Regions from separate parts of the Mus musculus genome. Here region 2 is linked to region 1. Evidence: chromatin contacts called from public HiCAR-type data. All regions are on one chromosome and are shown on one strand. Each heading gives the region's core, a stretch centred on a gene start, on an enhancer-like site or on the middle of the called end of the contact. The rest is flanking DNA. Distances are from core to core; before and after follow the strand shown. Region 1 holds the start of Vps35 (VPS35 retromer complex component). Region 2 holds the start of Tent4b (terminal nucleotidyltransferase 4B).

Region 1 (5,710 bases), core at 2,026-4,525:
GAAAAGAAAAACACACATTTTAAATTCAGTATTATTCTTCTTAAATATTTATTAAGAGGTATATTAATTATGCTTTTGGTTTTGAGCCTAGCCTTTAATGGCTGAGCCACCTCTCCAGTCTGTGATATTAATTATATACTAATTTTATTTAACCCAAAACGTTTCAATCACTTTAAGAGCAGACTATTTCAAAGAATTCGTATTATAGAAAGGTACAATTATGCATACTTACAAATAATATTTTTTTAGTATAGAATAGAGTTTATTCAGGGTATGGGAAGGGGAGTTAAGAGGGTAGTAGAAACAGAGAGGGAGAGTAGAGAAGTAGAAGAGTAGAGGCCAGCCATAAGCATGTGGAGAGAGGGGAAGGGAATAGGGAGAGGGCAGGAGCAGGAAGGGACTAGCAAGAGAGAGAGAGGAGCAAGAGCACTTACAAATAATTTAAAAACGACTAAATAGTATAGCTTGTCTCAGCTGCACAAAACAAACCACTAGGAAAATTAAAGGAAGTACTGGGTGTAGGGTGAGGAAAGTGTATATCTGGAAGGGAAGAACAGGATAATCCACCACTGTAGGGAGCCAAGTCTATCTTGGGAAATCATGGAGAGCTTTATAAAAGATATACAACAAAGCAGAGTCACGTTAGGACAGAAAGGAACTTGGCAACAAAGCATTCCAGGGTGGAAAAGTGTTTCCTTTACAAAACTATGACTCACAAAGTGTGTATCATAGCTTGAGGCCAGGGTAAAAGAGACTGAAGAGTTAGATAGCAACAGAAAAGTTAACAGAGCTTTAATGAATAAATACATCCATTATGACACAAGTACTGTGTACATCTACTACATAAAGAAGATAGATACCTTCTTTAGTCAGAATAATAATCCAGTAAAAGACGGTTTTTATTCTTATTTGATGGATGAAGAAACTAGCAGTTCATGGATCTTGTAAATAATACTGACATTTGGTTTCAACATGTGACTCTTCCTGACTCTAATTTTAAACATTAAAGATTTGGACAAACTGTGAGAGTTACTCTCAACTGTTAACTTGATGAGATCTAGACTCACTTGGAAAAAGAGCCACTGGGCATGCCTAGGGGAGATTGTGCCCATTAGATTAACTGAGGTGGACAGACCATTTCTGATGGCAAAATCTCCTGCAATGGGATCCTATATGTACAAAAAAAAAGGAGAAACTGAATTGGGTACAAAGATTACTTGATTTCTGCTTCATGACTGTAGGTGCCATGTAGATTCTTCAAGTTGCTTTGATTTCTGTGTCAGGATAGATCGTACCCTTGAAGTTGATTAAAAACTCTCTCCTGTGATTGCTCTTCCGAAGGACCTGAGTTCAAATCCCAGCGATCACATGGTGACTCACAACCAAACATAATGAGATCTGACGCCCTCTTCTGGAGTGTCTGAGGACAGCTACAGTGTACTTACATATAACCGTAATAATAAAAAAGAAACGGAGCCGCCAACAAGAAGATTAAAACAAAGAAACCTCAGGGTCACATCAGATCACTCAAATGTCCTTTGGAGCCAACTTACTCTATCCAAGGGGCACTTCCTACAGGAAGCTGCAAGGTCCAGGCATATGACAGCATTGCTGGTTTCTGAGCTACGTGCAGACAGACTGACACACTTCACCTTAGACAGCCGCAGGAACTCCTCTGCTTTCCTGGTTATAAAGGCAGTATGGTCACTAAAACTGCTGCAGAACTTTGTCAACACTTAGGCAAAGAACTGAATTCAGCATGGTGGACTTGCACACCACCTAACTACTGTGCAAGTTCATTTGGGGCCTAGAAAGCACATCCTTTGGAGAGGTGGAAGTTCTTTACATAGAACCAAAATGACTCCAGACTTAGCTGTGTCCAAGCGTGTTCCTTGGACATTACCTTTCCTTCTTACATTATTTCAACAAGTATAAAGAATTGGTTCAGGCAGATTAGAGTAAATTAAATCCCTTTCTCTTCCTTAATGACTGATTGGGTCTCAGTTTCGGCGGCTTGTGAAAATAGTTCTGGGTCCCATTGTATTTCCGGTCAGTAGCCCTGGGAATAGACCTACGAACTTTCTACACACTTGCCTGCTGTAGCTTTATTTCCTAAGACAGATCCTACAATGACCCTCCTAATCTCAAGGGCTTCGGAAAATGGAAGCTATTTGGGCCACTCTTACCATATTTTCCCATGCGTGCCACTATTTAATAAATCAGCCCCAACGCCACTGGGCCCTTTCTGGAATTTTTTTTTTTCGATTTTTCGATACAGGGTTTCTCTGTATAGCTCTGGCTGTCCTGGAACTCACTTTGTAGACCAGGCTCGCCTCGAACTTAGAAATCCGCCTGCCTCTGCCTCCCAAGTGCTGGGATTAAAGGCGTGCGCCACCACGCCCGGCCTTTTCTGGAATTCTTACGCCCTGCTCATCACTTCAGCTCTTCACTCTGTACCATAATCTACCTTTCTCTTGCCATCTATAGTGATTTGCACAGGGTCTGCCCTGCAAGGCTGGCTTATCAAGATTATCGAGTCTGAAGGAATGACAAGAGGTCCTCCCCGGCTTTTCCGACCACAGTGTATCCAACAGAGCTAGAGTGCTTCAAGGACGACTATATACGTCCTCTCAAACCATCTTCTACAAGCCAACAACAGTTTTTCTTGATGTTGGGCCCGAGTCTCGCCCAGACCAGTGTGCGGTCATTCCCTCATCGCCAGTCCCTCATCCGACGCTGCCTTGGGAGGACCCAGGGCCGCAGTCTGGGACGTCTACCCGCACACACGGCCACACTCACCTCAGTACACTCGGCTCCGCAAGGCCGAGACGCGGGGCGAGGCGGCGTACCAGCTCCGACTCCATCGCTGGAAGAAATGCGCGCCAAGAGCAATGCGCGCGCAGATTGTCAGAGGGTTAAGACCCACCCCCGGCGCGTCCAGATTGGTTGCGACCAGAGGTTGAGACCGTTCCACACACCAATCCTGGTCATCCTTCTACGCATGTGCACACGATGAGGCGCGGGCCCAGGCGAAGTGGACGCGCAGAAGGTTCTCTCGCTGCCCTTCCTCGGCCGCGGATCTCCTTAACTAAGGCTTCCCTTCCTGCTGTCCCTAGTTCGCCGCAGCGTTGTACTATTCTCGCCCCGCCCCGTCCACTATACACCGCCGGCTGCCCATTCTCCCCAAACTACGCGAGATTTTAAGTGGGCCAATCGAAAAGCCGCTTCTATCCAAGGGCGGGGCTAGAGAGGGCGGGGCTCGCAAGGCTCGGTCACCTGACGGCGGGCGGCTCCGGCGGGGTAGGCGCTGCTGCTTGTGGTCCCCGGAGTCGCCATGGTGAGTGAGGGGAAGCGGTGGGCCTGGGTTGCCGAGTCGCAGTCCACGTTTTCCTTCGGCGGACAGGAGCCTTGCTGGCGGAGTAGGAGGCCCTGCATTTCGATCGAGGCCGGTCCGGTCCAGGCTGGGCCTGCGGGCTTGGCACGGGCTGAGGAAGGCCGCGTTAGGCTGCGGTGGGCTGCGGTGGGCGGTGGCGCAGAATTTGGTCGTTACCCCGAGACCAGGAGCCTCCCTTAGGGGTGTCGCGGGCTGCAGGTTCTGGGTGTCGGTGGAGGCCTGCGTCAGACTCTTGTACGGAACGGCCACCTTCCCTCTGAGAGTCGGACTCCCGGGTCTGTGCGGAGTTGGGACAGTGAGGAGCCCCCGAGCTTCTGAGCTGGCGCCGTAGCTGGGTCGCGCCCAGATGGTGCATTTCCAGCTTTGTACTCAGCTGTCCTCGGGGGTCCCATTGCCTTTTCTCTGCTGGAAATATCCTTGGGGGGGGGGCGCAGTGGTCTCCCGGCCTTCCGTGGCCGCAGAGCCCCCTTCATCTTGCAGCGCCTGTCAGCGAATTCTAGGGACCTGCTCACGTGAGTTTCCCGAAGGACTCCTGCTTTCTTTTCATTGAGCCCAACCATCAGATAGGAGACAGGTCTCCGTTTCGCATTTGCTCTCTGAGGATTCTAACTCACTTGCTGGAAGCAGTCATTCAAAGGTTTCTCCGCGACGATAGCATGTCGTGATGCTTTGTGGCACTAGCCTTATAAACAGGAACTTCCGCAAAATTCGGATCCTGTTTTCCACAGGGCAAGTTGTCACTTGCGTTATACGAGCATTTGCTGTAGTATGAACAGGTAGTGGTTTTGGATGTGCTATGCTTATGTCCTTTTTTTTTAATTTCAATATTCATTCTTTGTATTGATAATTCTATGTGCCACTGCACATACTTCACTTTAAGTGTGTTAATAGGAAAAACCAGCATTAAATCTTTTTGTTGATTTTTTTTTTCCTTTTTTTTGGAATGGACCTTTATGATGATCTTGCTAGACTCCGATCAGCTTGGTATTTATGTCATCTTTGGTTCTGGCTGGCTGAGTTCTGAGCGTTTGTTCCCGTAATTTGATAAATATTTGATGTATATTTAATATAATATATTGCCTTACAAGATGTTTTCCCCCCTCGGAACTTTGTACAATTGAGATTTGGCACATGACTGGTGTGAAGTTTAACTTTTTTGTTTTTCAACACTTACTGGTTGACATAGTGTTTTATAATACAAAGCATTTGAGGATACACTATAAATTATATTTATGTGCCTGGGGAACCAGATTGGACCAGTTTTCCCTGTGAATTTTATTGGAAAATGGAACCTGGGTATCAGTTCTGTCATAGGCAATTTTATGATTTGAGTAGGTAGTTAGCCTTTAAGTCTCACTTTTGCATCTGGAAGCAAGTGTTGATATCACTGGTACTGTACTCCTAAAAATCCTGAGTCCAGCACTAACCAAACATCTGGTGTACTTTCAATTTTATAGAATGTGCTAGGCACCAGATAGAAATAAATGGCAGAGATGTGCTTTTGAAACATTCTGCTATAGTTCTTTGGGCTCCTGGTGGGAAAGAGGTTGTGTTAGGAGCTTTGGAGGTAATGCAAACAGATTTTGAGGAGAATGGGCAGAAATTCTGCACAAAGAAAGAATTTTGCCATTTAATGTTCATGGTGTGCTCCGTCATCGGATTTCTGGGGTATTGCTAAGTTAGTGTGTGTATGGGATCCAGACGGTTAACTTTGTCTTTTCTGCAGTCTTGGGGATTGAACCCAAGGCCTTCAGCCTGCTAGACACAAACTCCCCAACCTAAATTATTTTAAATTTCCTGTTTTCTTGTTACCCTCAGTTCTCCTTGAAGTATTGATTTGTGCTTTCTCATCAGGTTTAAATACTATATTCATCAACATGATGATTCTGTTTATTTTACAATTTATGTTGTATTGTCATATTGCACATGCAACTTATAAGTGGGAAAACTAACCAACAAACAGGTCCCTATAACCAGTAGAGGTAAATACTCTCAAACTGGATATAATAATAGCTGACATTTATGAAGCGCTCGTTACTGAGTGCTGTGCATATTCATAACTTTGTGTGCTTTTTTATTTTTCTAGTCTGTACCAAAAATTTGTGATTGCTTATAGCCCATTTATAGGTTATTTCCACATAGTAGCCAGCGCTGGAAACAATCCATATGTCTATATTGAGTGAATCAATAAATGTATACACACACACACACACACACACACATACACACACAAGTATATACAGATACTGGGATATTACACAGTCTTTAAAAAGAGAGAAATTCTGATAAACGCTTTCATACAGATGAATCTTGGAC
Region 2 (5,710 bases), core at 1,504-4,003, 2.9 Mb before region 1:
AGACCCTGAAGAAGAATGCCAACTCCCAATATGCTGTCCTGTTACTTCCACTCGCTTACTTTGGCACATATGTGCACACATGCATGTGAACACATGCATATACACACACACACAATAAGTAAATGAAAATTTTAATAACTAAACTCCCTTAAAAGCTAAGAAACTGGACCACGAAGATCGGAAAGGAATGGAATCACTGAAAACCCAGAGTCTCTTAACAAACCTTAGGAACTATTCACTGCATCTCTCACACTAGGAGGGCCACTCCTAACTGCTGCCGTCTTCTTCAGGGTAAGAATACAAGTCTGATGGAGTGATAAGCCGCTTAGCAAGTTTACAATCAGTTTTTAAGCAGTAATCCCTCAGGGAAGTGAACATTCCTCCCTGATCCTTCTGAGGGCAAGGCAGTATCCGAAGCTTCTGCGTGGGAACTTTTTCAGGATTAAGGGGCAGCCAGCACTTTGGATTTATAGCATATCTTTTCTAGAAACAGACCAGAGGCATCAGTGAAATGCAGCTAGGGACCTTCCAGGTATTATTTGACAGTGATTACCTAAGCAGAGCTCACTCGAGGAAGACAAGACCACCAGAACCCTCAGCATTAAGTTGTTGCCACTAAACCACAGGTTTATGTTTGCCATGGGAAGGCTAACAGGATGGAACCACAAATCTTTAATGTAAGGTGATGACCATGGAGAGCGCCCTTGAAGCTGGCAAAAATGCCTGAGCCAGGAAGGATCTCCTCTGGAAAACGAGGGCAGCTATGAGGCATTCCCCAGCATCACTCCTGAACCACATGACTGCATTTTTCCATAAAAGGTGGGAGTTGTAATAGTAGTGTACTGAGCAGACACCAGCCCACTACAGCAGATGGAACCCACCAACTCATTTTACCAAACCTTCAAAAAGGTACACACAACTATCTCTCCTTGCCAAAACCAGGGCAGAGCTGACTGGGTGAGTCTAAGAAAGTTCACACGGGATTACTGATTGATTTCCTGAGGCCTAACTACAGATCAGTACCTGAAAACGAGAAACTGCCCTCAAAAACCTTCAGAGCTGGTTTTCCATACTGGAGCTACACAAACCACACTCTACACTTCTCACACACACACTACACCAAAATCCAAAAGCATAAGTTTATGAAAAGGGAAAAAAAAAGAACGAGAAGAAAAGACTCAGTAACCTAATCCAGCCAACACAGGGGCTCTTCCCAAAGGAAAAGCAGGCTGGAAACATTCCCAGCTTATGTACATAATTCACTAGGGCTCAGGTAAGATTCCATTTTGTAAGAGCTGAACTTTAAACACAAAGTCACCGGTGGTGCAACATTCACACACTAACACCAGCACCCCTAAATGAAAACCACTGCTACCTCTGCCACAGTGACAACCTCACAGTGAGAAGCTGCCGACCATGAACTCCTGCAAAGTTCTGTCAGGGCTCAGAAAAGCTCACCATCTATGACAACTTCAAGCTAGCTGTCACTCAGTGCTTTCTGCTCACGACAGACATGGCAAACACTGGCTTTTTTTTTTTTTTTCCTTAAGTAAATATAAAAGATGGGCCAAAGGATCAAGAGCAGGCAGTGTCTTTCAGGGCTGAGGAGATTTTCGTCGTGGACTGGGGGAGGGGAAGGAGCATTCTGGATGTTTCTATTCTTGGCAAGAAGAGCACCTCCTGGTCCTAACATCTAAAGACGCTAAGGCAGAAACGTTCTCAGGAAGTTAACTAGCCCGATGCTAAGGGGCTTCATCTTGGGGTGTGGTGGTGGGGAGCAAGGTGTGGAGGACAGAAAGGGATCAGAGGGCAGGCTGAATTCTAGAGCATAGAAAGATCCAGGAGAAGGACAAGCAAGAATGCATCGGGAAGGTGTGGACAGTTAGGAGAGGAGGAAGGTAGAGATGACTACGAAAAGGAGAGGATAGCTCCACTTTTTCCAAAGGAATTCCAAAGAAAGGTCCACCGAGACTGGTCAAGCTATGAAGGAATGAATGGCCACCGATGCTCTGGAGGCCCCACTGGGGCTCCCCATCCCCCACCCATCATCCCCCCCTCCCGCCTGTGGGCGTGTTCCCCGCTGTGCGGGTGTGCCGACCCTCCAAGACGCAGGCCACGACGCCAGCACTCACCCCACGACTCCCTGGTTGTAGTTCCGTCGCTTCCACGGGGTCCCGCTGTACACGCCCCCGCCGCCGTCCGCCCGTCCGCCTCCGGCCGCGCGCCCTCCGCTGGGCTGCAGCAGGCTGTAGTTGAGTCCGTAGGTGCTGGCCTTGTTGTCACGTTTCCTCTTGTTGCTGCTGCCCGAGGCCGGGTCGGTAGACTCGGAGGCGGGGAGTGCGGCCGCCGGTCGCGGGGACGAGGGAGCCGATGGGACCGGCGACGCCGAGGGGCCCGCCGATGCCCGCCGTGCCCAGGCCGCCGGCTGGTGGTGATTGTTGTTGTTGTTGGTCGTCTCCAGGGGCAGGAAGTCCCGCTGCTCCGCGGGCACGGCGAGGCCGCCCAGTGGGCGCTCCCCCGAGCGGAACATGCCGGCCGGGGCCGGGGCCGTGCCGCCGGGGCTGCCGGGGCCGCTGCCGCTCCCGCCGCTCGCGCTGCTCGCGCCGCTGCTGTGACAGTGGTGGTTGAAGTAGAGGTTCCTCAGCCCCTGGGTCGTCTCCCAGATCTGCATCCACAGACTATTGGACGGTCCGAGCTGCTCTGGCTGGAACCAGGCGATCCTCGGATCCATCAAACGGCGGCGGCCGCTGCCCCCGCCCCTCCCGGCCGCCCGCAGGGCCGCCGCCGCCGCCGCTGCCTCAGGCGCACGCCCGCCCTCGGCCGCCGCCGCCGCTGCCACCCGGGTTCCGCCACGGGCGGCGCGGTAGCGCAGGGAGCCTGGCCGGCGCCGGCGGCGTCGCTCCCGCCCTCGGGGCTCGCAGGCCCTCCCCCCTCCCTCCGCCCCTCCGCCGAGCCCCTGTCACCGGGGTTCCCGTGCAAATGGCGGCGGCGGATCCCGAGAAGGGCGAGCGGCGGCGGCGGTGGTGGCGGCGGCGGCAGCAGCAGCGGCGGCGGCGGCGGCAGCGGCGGCGGCAGCGGGACGCGCCTGCTCCGTAGCGTCCGTGCTGCTCGGCCCCGGGGCGGGGCCTCCGCCGGCTCCGCCCCTCGCTCCGCTCCGCCTGCCCCGCCGCCGCGCTCGCCCCGCCCCGTCCCTGCTGCCAGCCGTCCGCGGGTTCCCCGAGGCCGCACCGCGCGTCACAGAGGCCGCGGCAGGCTGCAGGCAGCGGGGCCGCAACCGCCTGGTCAACCGTCCCGCGCTAGCTTAGCTGGGGTCGCACGTACCTGGGCCTCCGGGCACCTCGGACGCGCGCGCCGCCGCAGGACTCTGTTGCCGCTCAAGCGCCGCCGAGGCACACGAGGCGGCTGCCGACTCCGCGGAAAGTGACTGGTTTGCGCCGCCCACCCCGCTCCGGACCGCCGGCTCCGCCCCTCGGTCCCGGCGCGGCCCCGGGGCTCCTGGCCGCGCGCCGCGCGAGCACGAGAAGGGCGGGCTTCCGCTCAAGGGCCGGGTTAGCACGCGGCTGCACGCGCATCTCGGTTCCGGAGCGGTCTCAGCGGCCTCTGGGTCGCGAGTGCTGGCACCGCTGCCCGGCTGGAGGGCCACACAGCGCGGCTGTTCCAAGGTGCACTTACGAGCTCAAAGCCCCTCAACTTTCATAACTAAGAATACTCGAAGCCTTTTAAACCTAAAATCACACTACCGTTGCGGTTAATGATCGTTTTTCATAGAATGCCCATTTGTGTAGCTTTCTTCTGGCGCGAAAAATAACCAAAAAGGGGGCAGGGGGTGGTTGTCAGTAATTAACATTATCCAGAAGACTAGAACACTTACTGTGCGCATGCTTCAAGCTCGCTGCAAATTCCAGAACCGAGTCCCTGACTGACACTTGAGTTTTGGCTCTGTGCCCAGTTCAATATCCTGGAAAGTTTGGGGTGGTGGTGATTGGTTTTGTTTATTTACTTATTTTGCAAAGGATTAAAAATCTGTTTGTCACAGAATGAATCATTGCTCTACGTTTTTTCTTAGGGGGAAAAAAAAAAAAAGAATACAATGACCACTGGCTGAGCTAATTGTAACTCTATTAGAGTGCTTGCTTAGCACACGAAATGCCCTGAGGTTGGTGCCAGACCCTCAGCAGGAAAGGAGAATCTCCGATTCATGGCCATCCATAGCTACATAACAACTTGAGACTCAAGCCCTCCTTTTCCGGACGGGGACACACACACACACACACACACACACACACACATGAAAGTGAAGACACACTATTAAATGTTTCCATTTCTTCCCCAAGTCTCTGTACAATACATGTCAAAATACAAGACATTCAGTTATTTTGCACTTTTCTGCAAATGTCATGTTATAAGTCACTGCCATTGGTATTTTTTTACATTTTTGTATATTTAATTTTTTTTCCATTACAATAGTACCTTAACAAAAGTTATTTGTTGTATGTGAGCTATTTTTTTTTCTTTCAGCAAATGTGAAGAACTACTAGAGGCTAGCAAAAATGATCAAATAAGATGATATACAAGAGCACTTTATAGGAGCTGGAGATGGCTCAACCTTTAAAGCCTCTAAGAGTACTGGCTGCTCTTCCAGGGGACCCAAGTTCAAATCCCGGCACTCACATGGCAACTCACAACTGTCCAGTTCCAGGGGATCTGACACACAACACAGACTTACATGCAAGCAAAACTCTAATGTACATAAAAATAAAAAATTGTAAAAGTACTTTATAAATTCAAATGTAAGCCGGGCATGGTAGCGCATGCCTTTAGTCCCAGCATTTGGGAGGCAGAGACAAGCAGATTTCTGAGTTCAAAGCCAGCCTGGTCTACAGAGTGATTTCCAGGACAGCCAGGGCTATACAGAGAAACCCTGTTGTCCCGTCCCCCCCCAAACAAACAAAAAAAAAAAACCCAAAAATCAAAAACAAAAATAAAATCAAATCAAATGTGGGTGAGCTACCACCCTCAGGGATATCATGCAGCAGCAAGGAATGCTGGCTGCCCAACCCTGCCCAGTCGGCCCAGTCCTGCCTGTAACTTAGCCACTCCTTCAAGCTGTCAGCAGATCCTGAGCTATCTATCCTCCACACAGAGCTAAGTTAAAGTGACCTTAGAGAAGTTAATCAACCAGGGTATTTGGCAGCTTTCCGTGAATTTACTGCCTGAATGAGGAGGCAAAGAGAGGTAAATATTCAAACTCAATCCATTCAATTAATTCAACAAATATGTCAAGAGGCAATTATATACCAGGTTCTGAGGATACAGCAAAGAACAATGTTGATAAGGTCCATGCCTTCATGGACCTTGTGTCCAGTGAGTGAAGCAAGCATATAATCCCACTCTGGTCAGTGCTAAGGGGAAAAAGCAGGCTAAAGGAATCCTATTTTTAGATGAGCTAAGCAGGGAAGGCTGCTCTGAGGTAGTGTTATTTGAGGAAGGACTTAGGTAAGAGACGAAGCCGTGATCATTTACAGAATGATTTCTTTGATGGAGTAGTAAGTCCAAAGGTCCTGAGGTAGAAATCTGATTTGTGTACAAAATAATAAAGTGATTTAATTAAATATTGAATGTGTGGCATAGACACTTAGAGTATATATTCTCAAAGATTCCTTAAAAAAATCATCTGACCCAGAGATAGCTTGTTAGGTAAAGTGCCTCC

What was found. HiCAR-type assays count read pairs that join an accessible place to other places.
Region 2: a HiCAR-type map of astrocytes shows a contact between it and region 1, with 4 times the contacts expected there. The contact joins the promoter of Tent4b here to the promoter of Vps35 in region 1.

What each region holds. Positions count from the first base shown.
Region 1 is chr8:85,297,082-85,302,791 of GRCm38.p6, reverse strand. It overlaps Vps35 (VPS35 retromer complex component), which reads left to right and starts at 3,275. Exons shown (of 17, transcript NM_022997.5): 1 at 3,275-3,337. The coding sequence starts at 3,335. Orc6 (origin recognition complex, subunit 6) reads right to left here and starts at 3,160. Exons shown (of 7, transcript NM_019716.2): 1 at 2,800-3,160; 2 at 1,554-1,683. The coding sequence starts at 2,864.
Region 2 is chr8:88,196,925-88,202,634 of GRCm38.p6, reverse strand. Tent4b (terminal nucleotidyltransferase 4B) reads right to left here and starts at 2,753. Exons shown (of 12, transcript NM_001372333.1): 1 at 2,133-2,753. The coding sequence starts at 2,731.